Linked DNA regions of Mus musculus: region 1 is linked to region 2. A link is a contact called in public HiChIP or PLAC-seq data. All regions are on one chromosome and are shown on one strand. The core of a region is the stretch at or near the end of the contact, and the rest is flanking DNA. Distances in the headings are between cores, read along the strand shown. Region 1 holds the start of Pdgfb (platelet derived growth factor, B polypeptide). Region 2 has its middle 9.8 kb from the start of Gm41362.

Evidence for each region. HiChIP or PLAC-seq counts read pairs in DNA pulled down with a chosen protein or histone mark.
Region 1: a contact with region 2 is called in a BATF HiChIP or PLAC-seq map of CD8 T cells, with 29 read pairs. The contact joins the promoter of Pdgfb here to the enhancer-like site in region 2. A contact is called at or near these places in 10 of 39 promoter capture datasets (the C10 cell line, cranial neural crest, embryonic stem cells and 5 more), 2 of 15 datasets of contacts at CTCF or cohesin (CD8 T cells and the NIH/3T3 cell line), 29 of 484 Hi-C or Micro-C datasets (the AML12 cell line, B cells, the BV-2 cell line and 21 more), 25 of 115 datasets of contacts at active chromatin or transcription factors (CD8 T cells, the HPC-7 cell line, T-cell acute lymphoblastic leukemia and 15 more) and 4 of 9 other capture datasets (adipose tissue, embryonic stem cells, liver and 1 more).

Annotation. Positions count from the first base shown.
Region 1 is chr15:80,010,122-80,017,442 of GRCm38.p6, forward strand. Pdgfb (platelet derived growth factor, B polypeptide) reads right to left here and starts at 4,856. Exons shown (of 7, transcript NM_011057.4): 1 at 3,815-4,856. The coding sequence starts at 3,877.
Region 2 is chr15:80,046,762-80,053,108 of GRCm38.p6, forward strand. No RefSeq gene overlaps it. Among named protein-coding and RNA genes, the nearest start is that of Gm41362, 9.8 kb to the right of the region's middle. Within about 2 kb of position 3,505, at least 29 of the 459 cell types and tissues checked have an H3K27ac peak or open chromatin away from gene starts, as enhancers often do. A contact at or near this core is called in CD8 T cells, T-cell acute lymphoblastic leukemia, Th1 cells and 3 more, where this site is marked.

The DNA.
Region 1 (7,321 bases), core at 3,606-6,105, 35 kb before region 2:
CCACCATCCACCTGGGCGCACTCATGTGAGCGAGCAAGCGCGTGCACACACACACACACACACACACACACACACACACACACACACACACACACAGAGAGAGAGAGAGAGAGAGAGAGAGAGAGAGAGAGAGAGAGAGGGAGACTGACTCTCCACAGTCCCACAGCCTGCTGCCTCTGCAATGAGAGAGACGGGCTCTCTGCCCAGCACCCGGGCGTTGTCTATGGCTGGCAGAGGCAGAAGCTGACGAAGCCTCCTAGGGCCTGCCTGCTTGCCTGCTTGCGTCTCAGGCCTTATTTAGATGAGATGGCAAAGACAAGCTCTATGGAGAAGCCCTCTCTGGGCACAACACAGGCGGCGTCCTTTCTCTTGCTCAGCCTCCCCCTCTTCTGCAGCCCAGCAAGAGAAACACATGGAAGCTGGAAGAGGGCCCTGTCTGTGGGATGGGCCACCCCGTGACCCACTGCAATCCCTGTCCTCACCTCCATTCAAAAGGACCCAACTCCCCTATTATGCATAACACTAACCGAGTCCAATCTGCTCCATATTTTAGGTAAGAGAAACTGAGGCCCAGCCTGCTTCTCCTTCTGTATCTTCCCACCTCCTTTCCTCCCCGCTGACAGTCCAGGTCCCAAGATAGAAGAGTATATTCTCAGGGGGCGGGGCGGGGGCGGGGTTCATTGGGGCCATATGCTGTTAATGAAGTACCTCAGAGCCCAGTGGTGATGACACACACCTTTAATCCTAGCACTCGGGAGACAGAGGCAGGACGATATCAGAGTTCGAGGCCAGCCTAGTCTAAAAAGTGAGTTCCAAGACAGCCAAGTCTACACAGAAAAACTCTGTCTAAATAAACAAACAAACAAACAAACAAGGGAAGGTCAAGGGTTCAAGCCCATCCCCACATTCTGTCTTTAAAACCACATGAGACCCTAGAAGAAAACAAAATCACAAACAGGACATCAGAAAGAGGGAGGGCATCTCGAACACCAGGCAAACGCCTCAAGTTAACTCCTACACACAACACACACCCTGGCTCTTGCACTAGGGCCTCCAGAATCTATCACCTTGACTTTCACACATCTGGGCAGGGGGATTCCAGCCAAGTGGGACCCCCCACCCTCGTGGGACCCCCCTACCCTCCACCCGTGGACATTAGCAAGCCAGAAGGAGACGTGGTGGTTGATAACTATTGGGGGGAGGGCCCTCCACTCCTTCCCGGCAGAAGGGTGCTGAGGCAGACAGATAGTCACATGACAGTCACCTTCTGGGAAGCCAGCTCAGCTGATGGAGACGGGCCTCAGCAGCCTGTTCAGATTCTCCTCCAGTACTGCCTCAACCCTACCAGCCTGCTCCCAACGCTTAAGCTTCCATGTAAAATACAGCCAACTACAGGGTCACCCAGAGAGGCAAGTCCTGCTTGTGTCTCCCTACACTGGTTATTTGGAGCTTGCCTGGGCTGGTCTCTATGGGGACATGTCCGCATGATTTCAGTCTAATACCCCTAAGCTTATCGGGAAAACCTTGGACAACTGCAAAACGCAGTGTAATTAGGGTCCCAGTAGTCTACGAAGGGACAAGGCTGAATTTCTGAGCAGCAGCCTCAACCCTAAATGCGACTGACTGCAGTGCTGCTGGAGGAAGATGGACTGGTAAGAGAAACCTCATCCAGATGTTACATATCCAGCAGTGCCCATAAGGAGGGCTCCATACTCCTACCAGGATTAACCAAGTAAGGGAGGTTGTGGGTGACACACTCAGCAGGTAGGTGGCGTCCCTCTGTCTTGATGATCAAATGGCTATTCGTTGCATGGCTATCCTGCACTCCGGGGCCTCCAGGGTCACACCAACATCACACCACGTGGGGTGGTTGAAAAGCCATTATAGAAGGGTAAATTTTGAGGGGTTGCTAAGCTACTCTAAACAGGCCAAAATGCGTGCTGTGGAGTCCAGATCAGGATCTGGGGTTGTCCCTCCCTTCTCAGAACCCCCAGGAAGGAAATGGGGTGGCTACAGAGGCGGTGGAGTGCCAGAGCGCACTGAGGGCCCACCTGTTGCGTGGGGGCGGGCACCTGGCGCTGAGTGTACAGAGGGACTGTGCGTGCCTGTGTGCGTGCGTGGGTGTGTGAGCGCACGTGTACTCGGGCCGCGTGCGCGTGTGTCCCGCGTGTGCACGGGCGTGGCGGCGGGCGCGCGACCTGGCCTCCTTAGTGCGTGCCCGTCGCTCTGCGCTCCCGCCCGCGGGAGCGGAGCATCGCCTCCGGCCAGGAGTGTGCATGCGTGGGGTGAGTGAGCGAGTCGGGGGCCGGGCGGGGTGGGCTGCAGAGAGCAGCCGCGGGGTGCCGCGGTTCTCAGGACGCCCTGGCACCGGGCCAGCCTCCAGGTCCCCGAGGCGCGGCGCGGCGAGGCGGCAGCTGGGGCCTCCTGGCGTCCCCCTCCCCAACAGCTGGCCGCGGCCCGGGGGGCTGCTAATGAGGAGGGGAGGGGGTGCCGCGAGCGGCCTGCAGCGGCCCGGCCAAGCCCAGCTTGCTCTCTTTCGGGCTCCGGCCACGGGGGGCAGCCGCGGAAGGGCGGGGCCCCCAGGGCGGGCGGCCGGCGGCCCTCGAGGAGCCCCAAGAACAAAAGGAGACGGCGACGGCTCCTTCGTGGTCAAAACAACCTGCTCTGGCTGCGGCCCAAGGTCGGGCTGCGGCCTCGGAGCCCTCCGCTTTAACCCCTTCCCTGCCGCCTCCTGTCTCCTACGCTTGGCCGCAGGCGATCCGGCTGGCCCGGCGAGCAGTCGACTAGGTGTAGAGTCTAGACCTCCGCAGGAGAAGGCGGGACAGGACCCGGGCAATCCGCTCTCCTGGCCCTAGCCTCGCTCCGGCTCGCGCCTCCTCCTGCCCCGCCCCCTTCCCACCTGGATTCCCGGTAGACTTGCCAACTCACTGCTACGTGAGGCTGGGAGGGGTAGGGGCACTGATCCGACCTGATCGTTCCCGCAGACGTTTCCATACCCGACCGCCCTTGCAGCTAGGCTTCTGCAGGCGTGCGCTCCGCATCCTGCTTGCGGGGAAGAGAAGTGCTTCCTCTCGTAGGGTGCCGGCGCAGGTACTGCTGGGCCTCAGACACACACCGCCCCGGGGGCTAGATTCCTTCAGACCAACACCCCCCCCCCCGCGCGCGCGCCCCACCTCCAGTCCTGTCTCTACTCCAAGCGTCTGAACCTACCGTCTGTCTGTCTGCCTGTCTCTCTAGTGTCTCCGTCTCTCTTTCTCTGGACCCCTTGCGCCAAGATACAAGGTGCTTTTGGATCGTCCAGCATGACCCCAAGGTGCCCACTCTAGACCAGTGCAGAAGCTAGGGTGGGACCAAAACCCTTGCCAAAGATCTCTGGATATCCTGAGTTCGAAGGCACATACTTCTAGGGCAGGCCGGGTCCTGGGCAGAACCAAAGCCCAGGCTGGTTCTGAGGAGGACACAGGAGGTCTCGATGCCTTAGACACCCTAGATATCACCTCACCTTTTCCCCTTAACCGGGAAGCTTAAGATCTCTAGCTCCTGAGGCAGGGGGCAGGGCAGCACACACCTTCTAGGACACTAAAAGCTTTAGGGATCTAGATTGGTCCACTGGAAAGAAACCCACCGCTGCCTCCTCCCCAGGAGCCCAGCACCCCGGACCTGGCCTCCCAGCCCTTGGGGCCACCCAGTGCCCGGCGCCTGACTCACGCGCTGCAAGGCTCCAAAGTTCACTGCAGGGAGAGGAGGGGGCGGCCAGGCGTGGGGGCTGGGACAACCAGGGAAGGATCCAGCCCTAGCCGCCGTCGCAACTCACCTCGGCGCTGACCAGACGCAGGTAGCAGCAGAGAGGAAGGAAGAGCGCCCAGCAGCGATTCATGCCGACTCCGGGCCCGGCCCCGCGGGGCCCCGGACGCGTAGACGGAGCGCGCCGCCCCCGCGGCCAGGGTTGGGGGCTGGGGAGGAGGGTGGGCTCCGCTCGGGTCCCCCGCGATCAGGCGATCAGGCCGCTGCAGCCGCCGCCGCGGCTCACCCGCATGGCCCCCGGGCGCCGCCGCCCCCGGCCCCGGCTCCGTCGCTGGGGGGCTGGGGAGGACCTGGACAAGGGACCGGGGTCCAAAGCCGCTACCTGGGCGGATCCCGAGCCCACGCGAGCATCCACAGTCTGGGGGCTGCGTCGCGAACCAGCCAAGGCGTCTAGCCGTGTGGGGGCGCGCAGGGGACTCCAACCTCAGAGAGGAAAAGGAACACGGCAGCCGATGGTTCGTCTTCACTCGCCCGCTAAAGGCGTGTTCCTCTGCCTGCTGGCTTAGCTTTTTTGCAACATTTTCTGGAACGGACCCCCAGATCAGAAAGCGCAGAGCTGGGGACCTCCAAGCCCAAGTCTCCAAAAAAAAACTTTTTCCAAAGTTGGCTTTGCAGCGGCGGCCCGAACACCCGGGCAGGGAGAGGTGCAAACTCCCGCCCGGGCCGGGTGGCGGGGCGGGAGCGTGTGCGCCCTGGCGCAGGGCCCAAGCGGCGGGCACGGCTGCTCCGAGAGCGCGGCGCGCCCACTGCGCGCTGGGCTGGTCCGGGCCGACAGGTGGACGCGGCTCGGGTCAGTCTGTCTATCTACCCACTCGCTCGCCACTCTGGGCTTCCTCTGCGGGTTTCGAGCTGCGGCTGCTCCGGCTTTCTCGTTGCAACGAAGCTAGAGGGTGGGCTTTTTTTTTTTTTCCTCCTTTCCCTTTTGCGCGTGTGTGTATGTGTGTGTGCGCAAAATATCTCTCTGGAGAAAGATGGGCGCTGGCGGCCGGAGGGAAGCCCTCAGGGAGGCAGCGGGGGAGGCAGGCAGGCTGCTCCCGGCTGCAGGAGAAGTTGCCACCCTTCAGCTGTTCCGGCCTTTATAAAGGAGAAGGGAGAGTGCAAGAGGTGGGTGGAGACAGCCTTTCCTCTCCTGGCCCGGAGTCAGCGCCGGGAGGGGGCAGGAACCAAGGGAGGTCCTCAGGCAAAGACTGCTGCTTGAGGGGTCTCTGAGAACTACGCAGCCCCTGTGACTGTGAATCTAGCCTCTTGGCAGGAACTGAAGGTGAACTGCGGCCCCACCCATTAGCACAGTGTTTAGGGGCCTGTCTGCAGGGCCAGGACCAAGGCCAGGAGTGTGGCCCCTGAACCCCAGAACCAGACATCTGCAACCTGGCAGCTTAGATTCCATTGAGTCTAATTAAATAGCTGGGTCACCTTGGGCACGTCACTTTCCTTCTGTGATTCACCCTACATTCTCTAAGTGGGGGACAAAGTGTGTGGATTAAATGTCAGAATGATCAGAAAACATCCAGCCACACACCAGCCCCAAGGTTGAAGCTCTAAACCCACAGCCAGCGGGAACCCTTCAGCTACAAACTGGGTCTGCCTCTCCTTGCTTGTCGCCTGGCACACAGCATGCGCTGCCATGCCAGCATAAGCTGAATTTGAGTCTGTTGAACTGCAAAGTCACTCAACCCACCCCACCCCCAGCCCTGCACCATCCTCCCAAGGACTGCCACCAAGATGCTGCCTTCAAGTCACCAGGGTGTTTACTACCCCTCTCTGCCCCCCACCCAGTTCCAGGCCCAGAGGCTACCCACCCACACCAGCACTCTCACAGTTAACACCTTCCACCCCCAGCTCAGGGAACTGCTGTGTCCCTGCCTTCAGCAGTCACACTGTCACAGTGACACAGTCACACGCAAGCACGCTTGCCAGCCCAGCACCCACCACAAGACCGGCAGGCTCACTGCAATGCCTCCTGCCTTTAGGGCACCTTGCCCTCATCCACTTCTGCTGCCTGTCATCTCCACTTGGTCTGTATCCCCATATCCACTGAATGGTGCTGTTGCCTCTCATGGCCCTGGATGAGGTGGTACTGATAAGGAAGAACCTCTCGGGCCTCTTTACACGTGGCTCCAGGTACCCCATTTTTCCAAATGACTAGCTAGCAGAGTGGCTGGGAGGTAGCCTGGAGCAGGTGACCTCTAAGGTAGGTTAAGCTCACCAATGGTACCTTGATTTCCTCTTCTGTAACTCGGAGACATAACCGGAGGAGAAGAAGAATTGCAGAGGATCGTGGGAAAATGAGAGGGGGCTGGCAATGTTTGCCATCTCTGTGACAGTGGGCTCCATAGGTTGGGTTGGGGGTCTGGGGAGACCCCCATTTGGTAAAATGCTTAGAAGAGGAGCTGAGTCCAGTCCCAGAACTCATCTAAACAGGCATCGGGAAGGTAGAGACTAGCACTTGCCGCCCGCCCAGACAGTCTAGACCAATCTGTGAGCTTCAGGCCAATGAGAGACACTATCTCAAAAGACATTGACAGTGTTTCTAAGGGTGACACTGGAGGTTTTCCAGTCACCTGAACACACGCGCAGGCATGCACACACACCACACACATATACATGAACTTGGTTTTAAACTGATACGTGCAGTACCTTGATGCAGTGAAAGGGGTTTGCCCTCCTCACAGAGTGGCAGGAAGCATACAAAAGAGACTCCTCCCTAGGACCATCATCCAGGACAGACAGATATGTTGAGACAAGATGACAGATAGCCCTGTTTGGGTGGAAATAATTCAACACACTTGACCCCCGTGTCAGAAGACTTAGATATTTAAAAGTACTTCCTCCAGACAGCTGGGTGAACTTGGCCTTGCTCTTGCCCGATGTCCTTATCTGTAAGTACAGTGGTAGAGCCACCAATGAGCTGACCCTGCGTCCCTGCAGAGCTTCTATAAGATATGTTGTTATTTTATCTTACCACCGTGGAGACTGGCCCACATAGGGACTGAGCAACTTGGACTAGATCACACAGTTCTAGTAATTTATGGGGCCACAACTTGGACTCCAGGGGTCCATCATTTTTATTATTGATTGATTGATTGATTAGATTTGTGTGTGTAGGTGTTTTGTCTGCGTGTGTATGTATGCGTGTGTATGTCTGTGCATTATATGCATGCATACAGTACCCAGAGAGACCGGAAGAGGGCGTCAGATCCACCAGGACTGAAGTTGGTTGTGAGCCACCAGGTATGTGCAGCTCTGGAAGAGCTGCAGCTTCTCTTAACCATGACCTGTCTCTCTAACCCCCAATAAGGAGGCGTTTTTGCACAGTGCTTCTGTGAGTGTTACACACCAGTACACATCTAGATGCTCTGTCCCCTGAAAGATGGTGTTCCCAGAAGGAATTTTGTTCCATGTCCTGAAGGAGCACACGGAACAGACATGAGGGGTGGAGCAGGGGAGCAAGGCTGTTTAAAGCAGCAGTCTTTTTTGGTTTGTTTTTGGGTTTTTTTGTTTTTTTCGAGACAGGGTT
Region 2 (6,347 bases), core at 2,255-4,754:
TGACAGGGTCTCACTATGTAGCCCTGGCTGTCCTGAAACTGGCTTTGTAGACCAGGCTGGCCTTTCTAACTCACAGAGACCCACTTGCCTCAGTTTCCCAAGTGCTGGGACCAAAGGTCATGCTACCATGACCAGCATCATTTTAACCTTTTCAAAATTACGCTTATTTTGTTTGTGTGCTTGTCAGATCCCCTGGAACTGGAGTTACAGAGGGCTGTGCTACTGTGTGGGTGCTGGGAATTGATCACGCTTCTTCTGGAAGAGCAAGCACTGCTCTTTACCACTGAGCCCTCTGTTAGACCCTCCCTCATTTTAACCTTATAAGCACATGGTTCAGTTTGTCTCCTCTTTCTGAAGCTCTGTGATCACCTCTGGCCTGGATATTCCATCTGAACCTCTTATCTCACCCACAGGATCCTCGAGCTATGTCCAGTGACAGATTCATAGGTACTGAGAATTGTAATGTGGGAGTTGACAGCAATGGGGATGGAGGGCTGTTTCTACTACACGGACTGCCCCTTCCTCCCACACTTAGTCACCCCCAGTTCCTAGAATAAGGTTCAGAGGACATGAATTCCAATGCTAATCAGCAATTCTCTCACCTGAGCGTGTGACAGGATCATTTTGGAGATGGTCCAGTATCAACAGTGTCACCAGGTTCTCCCTCATTCACATCTGGCAACATGTGGGGCAGTACACAGCTGTGTTCCAGCTGAAGCCAGTGAGTCAGACTCAGACTTATCCTACAGTCAGGAACCTGAGGCCCTGAGAGGCAAACAAAGTCCCCACATGCATATGGGGCATGTCTGCATATAGGTGGCCACCTCTCTAGACACACCAGAAAAGTGCATCAAACCCCATTACAGGTGATTGCTGGGAATTGAACTGGAAGAGCAGTCAGTGCTCTTAACCACTGAGCCATCTCTCCAGCCCCCCACATCTGTAATCTTACCACTGAGGAGGTGGAGGCAGGAGGATCAGAAGTTCTCGGTCATCCTTATCTTTACAAACCTGGAATACTCAGAAACTCCCTTGGGCCCCTTGCTCCAACCGCCCTAGCTGCCTAAACCTTTTCCCACAGTCTGGTCCTGGTTATGAATGAGCCAGCAACTAACAGGTATTGTGAGTCCCAGAGGAAGCCCCGGGTCATCTGGCCACACTGCAGTGACTGCTTGAGGTCTCCTGTGGAATTCTGGCACAGGATAGATGGGCAGGGAGCTGGGCAGGGAGAGAAGGGGCCTTGAACTCCTCCTGCCCCATCTCACCCTCCTTCTTGTCCCTCCCTGAGGCCTCAAGGTGGGAGGGCTACAGGTAGCCCCCCCCCACTCCCCTGCTCCATTTCCCTGGGGCCTGGAGTTGTGGGGGTGAGCATGAGAGACAGAACAACAGAGCTTTGAGGTCGTATCTGTGGCGGGAAGTGGGGAAGATAAGGGCTTCTCACTTTCCCCGCCATCCAGGGAGAAGATAACTAGGGGACGGGGGTGGGGGTGGGGGTTGTGACAGTCCTGGGTCCTCACGACAGACTAGCAGTGCCAGTGAGGCCATCCACCTGCCCCTGGGTCTCCCACTACCCATCCATTCCCCAAGACTCCAGGCTGAAACCAAAGGAGCAGCTCGGAAGGATGGCGGAGACGAGAGGGCAGATAAAGCTTCAGGCTGTGTTGGCCTGTGCCCAGACTCCTGTCACCCGAACTGCCCTCACTCCTATCCACCTGCACTCTCCCAAGCTACCCCTATGGCACAGACTGCCTGTAGCCGTTTACCACTGCCAGCCCTTAAAAGTGGCCAGTCTAGATACATATGGTGCCACATGCTATATAGTCTTACAGTAATCTCTGGAGAAAAAAAAAAACTCGACGGGATTAAGGAGTGGCAGAAGTTCGAGGCTAGCCTACACCACACAGTATACCCTGTTTCCGTGTCAGAAAACAAGCAGGCCTGGTGATCTGAGTTGGATTGCCAGGGAGAGAACCAACTCCACAGAGCTGTCCTCCAAACTCCACACGTCTGCCCTTGGGTACAAACACAAAGAAATGAGAATGGGCTGTGTATAATAGGCTGGATGTGAGTGGGGTGGTGTTGGCGCACACCTTTCATCCCAGCAGGAAGGAGGTAGAGGAAGGTGGGTCTCTGAGTTTGAGGCCAGCCTGGTCCACAGAGCAAGTTTCAGTATAGCCAGGGCTACATAGTGAAACCCTGTCTGGAAAAACCAAACAAAAAAACAGTAGGATGGATGTGTAGCTCACTGGTGGAGTCCTTGCCTGGTGTGTGCTGGGTCCCTTTCCAATCTGCATGTGTGAACACAGGTTTGGCTGTGTTGCCTCCTGAACTCAGTGGCTTTGTATCTGAGGGGGCAGGTCACATATGGCCCCAGCAAACATGGCACTCCAGGAAGTCCCTGCAGTCCTTCTGTCCATGCTTTTCCTGTCACTCTTTATCCCTCTGGAGCCCAGGGAGGACAGGGCTGGAGTGTCTTGCGTGGCTCTCACTCTGTGTTGTCCACCCCTTCGTCGGGTTTCCTAAGGAAAGGAGCGGTTCTTTGTGGGCAGAGCTATCATGGGAGGCCCAAGGCTGCACCTGGGCTGACCACCCACAGGTCGTCAAAGCCAGTGAGTCAGTCTACCAGTTTCTCAACAGAGGGGGGCTTCCTCCTCAGCCCAGCTTCCTCCCCAGCCTCTCCACTCCCACCCTTCCCCTAGTGGAAGCAGCAGGTGGCTGGAGCACTGAGGATCAAGAGACAAATGTACTCCTTCCCCTAGACTAGCAGTCCAGAGCTGCCTCATGCTCTAGCCTTTCCCAGGACTGAGCAAACGGTCCCCAGGTCTGGACCAAGGTCCACACTGGCCTTTATCACATCTGCTCTAGCACCAAGTCTGATGCTTATAGCAGCAGCAGCATCTTTAAATGGGGAAACTGAGGCCCACAGGAGGCTCTTCTCTGAGGTCACAGAAAAAATAAAGAGGAGTAGGTCTCAAGTGTCAGGCCTGCAGTGCTGGGGCCCCTCAGACCTCCTTGTCCCCATTGTCCTGCCCTCTCCCCCCTCCACACACAGTGACTATGATGCTGAGGACATTCTCAGTGTGGCTTTGGCCTGAGATGGATTCGTGTCTCTAGTGTCCTCTGCTGCAACTCAGCCTCAGTTTACTTATTGTGAGCCCTGCTGCAGGCAGTGCCCAGCACCTTTGAAACCAGATAGGATGTTGCCAGCCTGTAACCCTGGAGCTCAGGAGTAGAATCGGGAGGATCAGAAGTTCAAGATCCCCTTCAGGAACATAGCAAGTTCGAGACCAGCCAGGTGTCTGTGAGATCTTGTCTCAAAAACAAAACTCAACTAAAAAAAAAAAAAAAAAAATTGCTCCAAGGAACCTGAGGCAGAGAAGGGATTTCAACCACCCTGGAGAGGATGTCCTAGGTCCCCAGAGACTCCACCCACATCCCTGTCTCCTTCAGGACTGCCTTGGCCCACCCCTCTGAGCAGGATGTGGCTTCTGAATGTAGGTGGGGAAGAGGAAGGCGTGGGGGCAGGGTGCACAGGAATCTACATCCTGGGGACCAGGAGATGGCAACTCCAGGTGTTGGGGGCCCAGCTTCCGGCTCAGGCCTAGGGGAGAAGCCTTGAGCTGCCTCCTGGGATACAGCATCTGGCCCGGAGCCCGGAGCCCAGAGCCCCTCCTAAACCTGGTGCCAGTATTTCCTCTTCCCTTTTGGTTGGGGAGACATCCTGGAGCCAGTGCTCTGGGTCTGGGTCCATAGGCTTGACTCATCCTAAACTGTGCCTCCCGACTACTCTCAAAACCTCCAGGTACCTGGCAAGTGGATGAAGCTGGGTGCTGGGGCTTCACAAAGCATTTACATTGAAACATCGTTGAGCAGCAAAGTTCTTCATGTGTTCAACACCTTTAAGCCAGGTAGGGGAGTTAGCAATAGGGGAAGGGTGGGCTCTAAGGCCATCTAGTCTCTAGCCAGCTAGCACTAAATACGGGGGAGGTCTTGTTTTTGAATCCATAAACCTGTGTTCAACGTAAAAAAAAAAAAAAAAAACTTCAAATCTAGGGAAAATTTTTGCTTGGTTGTTTCTGAAACAGAGTTTCAAGGCTCGAGAGAGGGCTCCACCATTTAAAAAAACAAAACAAAACAAAACAAAACGCTGGCTGCTCTTCCAGAAAACCCAGGTTCAATTCCCAGCACCCACATGGCAGCTCTCACCTATCTGTAACCCCAGTTCCACGGTTTCGGATGCCTTCATACAGACATGCATGCAGAAAAAACACCAGTGCACATAAAATAAAAATGAATTATAAAAAAGAAAAAAAAAAAAGCAACACGTAGTTGGGGATGGCCTTGAAGTTCTGATCCTCTTGACAGCTAGTCATAAGGAGATGTACTGACGGCTAGTCATAGGTGATTCTGGGGAATCAAACCCAGAGTCCTGTGTACGCTAGGCAAACGCTACATAGACAGGGCTCTATTCCCCAGGGCGCTCTAAGGAAAGCTTATGAACAAAACACCGGGTTTGCAGGATATGGCCTGTGGGCCATCAGTGGACCACGTGATCTCCTCCATGGATGCAGCCATGCTCTTCCGGATGAAGAAAATGAGGCAGAGGGGGAACGGCACGCAATGCCCAGAGTGCGAAGCAGTGGATCCTACGCTCAGACCCAGGCCTCCCCACTCCCCAGCCTATAAAACAGAGCACAGCTCTCCCTTCCAGAGCCTAGCTAATTAACAATAACGGGGCCCATCCCAGCCATGGAGGAACCAGGAAGTGCTTCGGGAGCTGCTCCTGATCCTAGCATTGTCCATGGTGCAGAAACAAGGCTGACCGGAACGTGTGCTTCTAAGGAAGGGGTAAATACGTCTTGGCAGGCATCTGCTCTCACTGGCTCAGGAAGAATGCACCAGAAATGGACCGGACAGTGGGAGGAACGCTCTTTCCCAGGAACCTCTTGACGCATTTTAATGGTTGGCTATGTGATTAGCAGCTTTTCCTCAAGAAACCCGCCGGCTGCTGGGGCCCCATTTTGTTTATTTGCGTTTAACTATTTCCTCTTCTTCCTCTTGTTTAAGTCTCTAAGTCTGGGACATAAAAGGGGGTCTGCAGGTGTCCCTGAGGTCCCCACAGAGGATGGGGGAAGGGATCCTCAAAGAACCCTACTGTACCGTACTGCTCATTGGGTCCCTCTGCACAGCTCTGTGAAGCGGTGACACACCCCCCCTCATTTTTACACGGGAGGAAACTGAGTCAGGAACCGGATGTTGAGGAAGTTGGCTCAGGGACAGGCCAAGTCCCGGGGCCTCCCCTTCGTCAGCCTACGCTTCTCACCCAGGGCTCTGTGTTCAGTTCAGTTCCTGGCCCAGAATGGTTTCAGGTTCCTTCCCTGAGTCAGGTGGCCATTCCGGCCCCTCCATACCCCACACTCCCGCTGTCCAGCTGGGCTGAGAGCAGCTGGACTTCTTCCTGGAATGCCCCAGCCGGGGTCTAAGGACCGGCTACCAGCCAGTCAGCCTTTACCATCCTTAAACCTCTGGCACAGCTTGGGGCTGAGCAGCTCCCAAAGGAGCTAATAACTGGTGTGTGTCCCTGCCTCCACTGAACATCCTGCCCAAGTGGGTCCATAGGCAAAGCATCCTGGGAATTCACAGTGTCCCTTGGCCCAGGAAGAGATAGCTCACCATCTAACTGACTCTTTTGATGAAAAGACCAGCAAGGTTAAGATATTCGCTTAAAGTCACACAGTAAAGAGGCACAGAGATAACTGCAGCAGTTTGGATTTGCTCGTAGAAGAAACAGAAGAATACATCTTCACTGGGAAGATTCTCAAGGGACACCCATAACTCCTTTGCTTTCTGCCTGCTCCTCCTTTGATTGGTTCCCAACAGTCACATTGTGAGGGTTAGTTTTTGCCAACTTGATACAAACCTAAGCCTATGGCCCAGCCCACTGTGGTCAGTGCCACTCCTGGACGACTATAAAAAATGAGCCTTGGAACAGGCCCGAGCCTCCTTCCACAGCTCCTGCCTCTGTTCCTGCTTGGGTTCCTGCCCTGACTTCCCTCTGTGACAGACTGTGCGATCCACACGGCTAAGCCAAATAAATACTTTCCTCCCCAAGTCGCTTTCATTCAGGGTGCTGATCACAGCGACAGAGACAAGCTAGGACTCCTCCCTCTGGATTTGTCACGGCTCTCTGGATGACTGCTCTCTGCCTCCTGGGAGGCTTAGGTGATATCTGCCTTCGTCACCTCTTATCTCCAAACACTTTCAACTTTAAATTCCAGCATCTGGGAAGCAGAGACAGACAGCTCTCTGTAATCTTAGGGCCAGTCTGGTCTACATACCAGGGATAC